2 separate regions of the Mus musculus genome follow, and region 2 is linked to region 1. The links are chromatin contacts, called in public promoter capture Hi-C maps. All regions are on one chromosome and are shown on one strand. The core of a region is the stretch at or near the end of the contact, and the rest is flanking DNA. Distances in the headings are between cores, read along the strand shown.

Region 1 (2,766 bases), core at 123-2,622:
TTTCTGTAACAGAACGATGGTGTCTCTCTCTCTCTCTCTTTTTATGATCTCTCCAGCAGCAAAGAGCCTACTAGCAGCCATGTCTGTTAAGCACCACATTCATAAAACCTCAGCAGCTACCAGACACAACACAGCACTAGACACTGAACACCTAAACACTCTTGAGACTTTTCCTCCTCAACCTCCCATACGACCCTTCTTGGCCTCCTCTCTCCTGAAAGCACATCTACTCTTGTAATGAAATCATACTTAAACACTGTCCCTTAAGATGGAGTGTCCCATAGGGGTAGAAAAGAGGCAGTAATGACAATCTCTTTTACAGCCCATACAGGTCACTTACTATTCAAGGTTTTTCAGCTTCGTGTCCCACCAAGGCTTCTCGAACTATGCTGAGCAGTGATTCAGTTCAGGAGAATATATAGCATTTATCCAGCACCAACCATCTGCCAGAAAATCTGCTCACTCGACACATCACATTTAACCCAAGTTAATGCTGCCCCGAATTAGAAGGGGCAGTCAAGGTCACTAGATTAAGGCTGCTAAATTCAGTACTAACCCAGTATTAAGTGGAACTCTAAAATACCACATTTTCACAACACTGAGATTGGAGATGGGAACGCCATTGATAGGATCTAACTGGAACCTGGATAATGTCAGATTGCCCAGTAGTCAACGGTCACCGTCTGCCACTTTAAAACTAGCAAAAGCATAAACCTCGTTGGGTGTCACTTCCGATGCTTTCCCCAGTATGTATGTATGTATGTATGTATACACATATATATATTCCCATGCCTTATGAGCGAGCTTCTCAAATCCGCCCTCCCAGTCTTCCATTTGGTAGCTGGGTAAAGCTGCTTTCTGGGCTGTGACAGGGCCAGTAACAAGAGGAAGTCACAAAGGCCACCTCAACCAGAGAGAGCAGAAACCCAAACACAGTTATGTCACCTTCTGCAATCCTTCACAGATTCTACGGGAAATCCACCTTAAACAAGCAACCACCCCAGGGGTCACCTTGACCCCCGCAAGGTATCAGACCTGAGTTCAGTGCCATGCAAACCTCGCCTAGGGTGCAGCACACACCCAGAAACCTCGGCGACCGCTCCAAGCCTGCGTGGTTAAGGACACCAGGGGACACCAGCAAGCCGGACCGGTCGGCCGGCAGAAACCCTTCACGGCTCGAACCTCGCAACTGCCTGCCTCGGGCTGCTGTTCTCCGGCCCAAGGCGACGCGGCAAAAGTGTACCTGCGGGGTGTAGGCTTCCGAAGCCCAAGCTCCAGCCAACTTCTGCGTGAAACTGCTAAACTTGTAGTACATGTTGGCGGAGGCCCGCTTCGCACCGCCGCTGCCTGTGCGACCGCCCTAGAAAAGGACCCGGCTTCCCCTTAGGCCCGCCCAAAGCTCAGCGCAAGGACCTTAATCCAAAATGCGGACTGTCTAGAGAACGCCTGACTTAAAACATAGCCTCCTACGCAACGTCGGGGGGAAAAAACCGCGCTTTCTCAAGACCTAGAAACGAAAACAAACTCTAAAAGACATGGAAAGAGGCTGTGTTCAGGCTTCCCGAAAACTCAGGCTTCTCTGTACCACTCACTTGGATGTGGGCAGTGCCAAGGCGCCTTGACAGGTGCGCAAGCGTCCTGTGGACAAAGAGGGCGGCTGAGAGCGACACAGTCGGTCAGAGCGAGTTCTGGGCGGGGCCTAGAGCGGGGGCGGGCCCAGGACGTGGGTGGGGTCTCGTCAGGCCCAGGTCCCGCCCCATTTCAGGGTTATTAGTATCTGTTGAGGGGTCTTAATGTACCAAGGGTTGTTAGGAATTTCACCTCAGTTATGACAAGAACAGCTCTTTGGAGCCGTGAGTGCATCGCCTGTAAGCAAAATCCTGTCTCAATGCCGGGAAAAGTGACAGGAAAGGAAAGAGAGTGGGAGAGAAGGAGATAGGAGAGAGAAGAGGAAAGGGGAGAAAAGAGAAGAGAGATCAAGGAGGGAGATGGTGAGAGGAAGAAAGGAAAGAAGGGGTAGAGGGGAAGAGGAAAAAGAGGTGAGGGAGAGAGAGGAAAGAGGGAAGAAAAGAGGGAAGGAGGAGAGAAAAGAAAGAGGAAGGGGAGAGAGGGAAGAAAGGAAAGAGAGGGAAGGGAGAAAAGAGGGAAGAAGAGGGAAGGAAAGAGGGGAGAAGGAAAGAGAGAGAGGGGAGAAGAAGAGGGAAGAATCTATAGGCTTTGTGTAGACGTAAACTTAAAGCACCTGTGTGTGCATCTTGCGCTTTTGAGAGTGAGATTTTGTCAGCATTCATTTGGTTGCTCATCTCTTCCTAGGCCCTGTTCTTTGAGATAAACGTATGCAGGGGAGGTGACTGGGAACACTTGTGAAATCTCTACCTTCTGCTTGAATGATGCGCAGTTACAGCTTCCTGGTTATGGTTATACTCTGCCGCACCATGCAGTGTGACTTAAGCTTCCACTCTGAGTCGAATACTGCATAAACAGAGTGTGCCGGCTTCCTAACCTCCAGGAACAAGTTTTTAGTCCTATCATTTAACCAGAGGTTTTTGCACACACATTATAGATTTATGCATACTATATTTTAAATGTAAGTTGGTAATGAATAGCTGATGATGCCAAGCTTAACATAGTATTTTCTCTAAATGCATTGAACCCCCACAACCCGAGAATTGGTACTATGACCATCTCTATTTTACAGCACAGAAGAACGGAGCGACTTGCTGAGGACAGCAATTAGTGGCAGAGTCAGGCACCAGGCTCAAGAGT
Region 2 (2,766 bases), core at 164-2,663, 1.6 Mb after region 1:
CTCTGGAGAACGTATGGACAAACTAAAACAAAACAAAACAAAACAAAACAGAAAACAAACAAAATAAAATAATTTGCAAATGAGTAAATGAACTTAATGGGAATCTCAGGTACTCAGAGGGGGTTCAAAAGCAAGATGGCTTTTATCTTACATAATTCTGGGCATATCATTGGGATGTGAAAGACAAATTAGAAAAAGCCTAAACCATGACATAAAAGGGGGATGCTTAGTTGTTGAGTGAGGCGAGGCGCCACATAGTTTTCACCTAGCTGTCTAGTTTAAGCTGCGTGTGCACTCGATGAGTGAGCTAGAGCTGGTCATTGTCCAGGTGGCCCAACTGTGGCTCTGGGGAGCTGGAGACACTCCCCCAACTCACTGATTCAGTGAACCGCCCAACTGACTGGCTCCTCCTCCTAGAGGAGCAATTGGATTTCACCATAAAAGGATAATGAATTAAAAACAACTGTAAGATGCACAAATAAAATGTCGAGTCATTTTTGGTTTCTTCTGGAAGGTAAAGATCATTTTAACTTCCATAACTACAGACCCAGGTTTAGGTCTTGGGCCTTGTACACTAACTGCATCTGGATTCAATTTTTTCACTTGTGGAACAGAAATTAACCATAGCACTTAATCTCTGCGGTTGTAGTTTTGTAACAAAACCAAACAATTTATTTTAAGAACTTAGTCCAAGTACCTGGCACATAGTAACCATTCAACAAAAGGTCGTTAATATTATTAGCATAGGGATAATTTAGCTATGCTAAACACTGTTGAGTGTAAAATGAGAGAAATCTTCTCTAACACGTTCCTTGGTAGCACAGAAACACTGCGTCAGTTTTGCCATAGATCCGACCAGCTATGACGCCCCCTCCCCCCCTTAATCTCTTATGTCGCAGCAAAATAATGGGCCAGTGGAGCAGTAGCCTAGAAGAAAAATGCTTTTAAATCGCTTAGTCTGTCCCCATAGCTCCAACCCATTCATCCACCATCTGCATTGAGAAGACCCTGTGCGAGGATAGGGAGACTGGTGGGGTAAGTAAGCAAATGGGTGCTCCCGGAGCACCTCCTCGTTTCCCGGTGCAACTGTGCATCCCGAACACGTCGTATTCACAGGACGTGAGGGAATGGTACGGGTCAGAACGTACAGAAGAGACAGGGATCAAAAAAGGGACCAGGGAAGTGAGGAATGGCTGGAAGGTGGGCAGAGGAATTAGGAAAGGGGAACCATCAGCAACCCTTCCATACGTACGCAAATCGAAAGACAGCTGGACGAGCGAAGGTAGAGAAGACAAATACGAGAAACCGAAGCTCTCCAGAAGGAGCTGCAGTCACCTCAGCCTTGTCCAGCCGAAGCCAGCCTCCAGCACCCAGCAAGAAAGACAACCTACCTCGCGCCGCCCAGAGCTAGTTTGCAGCACGCCGGTCTACGTAACACCAACCCAGACCGATAGGGAAGCGCATTTCGCCATCTTTATTATGGCCAGTGGTGGGCTTTTTCTCTTCCTGAACTCACTCATCTTAGGAGACAACTGTATTTCGGTTTTCTGGTATTCCGGCGAGCAAGAGACAAAGTGAGGAAAAAAAGAAAACAGCGAGGAAAGCCCTGTCTGCAGCTATTCCACAGTCCCCTCCCACTCCGGCTCGCCCTCACTTAAGATGGCCACCAGAAAAAGTGGTGCAATGAAGCGACGCCGCTGCTTTGGTTGCCAAGGAGACGCTAATACCGGAAATGCGGAATTCGGGGAGGGTGCACGGAAGAGCTGTGGGCCAGAGGCCGGGCGTCACAGGTCCTGACAGGGAAGAAGTTGGCAGGTCCTGACTGGGGAGAGCCGTGGCGGACGCAACCTCCGGGTCCAGTCAGCTCTGGAGATGGAGTCGCAGGTCGCGGCCGCTGGGGCTGCAGAGACTGAGGCAGAGGCGGGCAAGCGTCCCGCGATGGGCAGTGCCAGCCAGGGCTCGCTGGTCTCGGCGCCCAAGGGGGCCGTCCGGTGGCAGCTTCTGCGACAGGTAAGGGCGAGCGCTCGCCTGCCCTGCCTGTGGCCACTCCCCTCGCAGGTAGCAGGCAGCCCGTTTGTCGGGAGCCAAGCGAGAAGCGCCCCCTTGCTCCTTCATCTCCGCTGTCCCGCTGTCCCACCAAAAATGGGAGAGACTCTGGCGGGGCTGGAGAGCGGGACAGCCAGAGCGAGCTCTCAGAAACTCAGAAAATCCTTGTGCTCGCCTGTCTGGTGGGTGGGACCGCCTGTCTTCTCCGTGTGCTGCTCTTCTTTCCCGCCCCCTTTCCATCCTTATTTTATTTTTTGCTTCTTAACTCCCAGCCTGGTCACCTGGGTGCACTTTTTGGTCCCACATCTCTGGAGATCCGTGAGGTTCACTAATGGGATGGGGATTCTGCACGCGTTTCCTGGTTTTGTATATGGGAGAGTAAAGGGAGAGAGGGAAACCTACTGCTTGCTCCTTTTCCCGCCACGTGAAACTAAGTTTGGAGTCATTATTGGGATACTCGCTGCCCAAGGTTTAGCAACGAATCCAGATACTTCAGTCTTCCAAACCGCTCCAGTGAAGGCTGCTGTGTTTATAAGTTTTCTTAGTCATTGTGACTCCTCACAGCAATAGGAAAGTAACTAAGACAGTGGCCGGGGGGCAATGAGTCCTTAGTCTGTTATTTTACTTAGTTATTGCTTTTTAACAACCACATGTCGTATGTCATGCAATGTCTGTGAACCACCTGGTAGTCTCTTGATAAAACCTGAGTGGTTTACGGTT

The links. Promoter capture Hi-C pulls out the DNA fragments that hold promoters and counts their contacts.
Region 2: a promoter capture Hi-C map of neutrophils shows a contact between it and region 1, with 4 times the contacts expected there. The contact joins the promoter of Prepl here to the promoter of Cox7a2l in region 1.

Annotation. Positions count from the first base shown.
Region 1 is chr17:83,512,961-83,515,726 of GRCm38.p6, forward strand. It overlaps Cox7a2l (cytochrome c oxidase subunit 7A2 like), which reads right to left and starts at 1,373. Exons shown (of 3, transcript NM_009187.3): 1 at 1,244-1,373. The coding sequence starts at 1,315.
Region 2 is chr17:85,088,854-85,091,619 of GRCm38.p6, forward strand. It overlaps Prepl (prolyl endopeptidase-like), which reads right to left and starts at 1,414. Exons shown (of 15, transcript NM_001163622.1): 1 at 1,253-1,414; 2 at 1-22. It overlaps Camkmt (calmodulin-lysine N-methyltransferase), which reads left to right and starts at 1,773. Exons shown (of 11, transcript NM_028576.3): 1 at 1,773-2,010. The coding sequence starts at 1,873.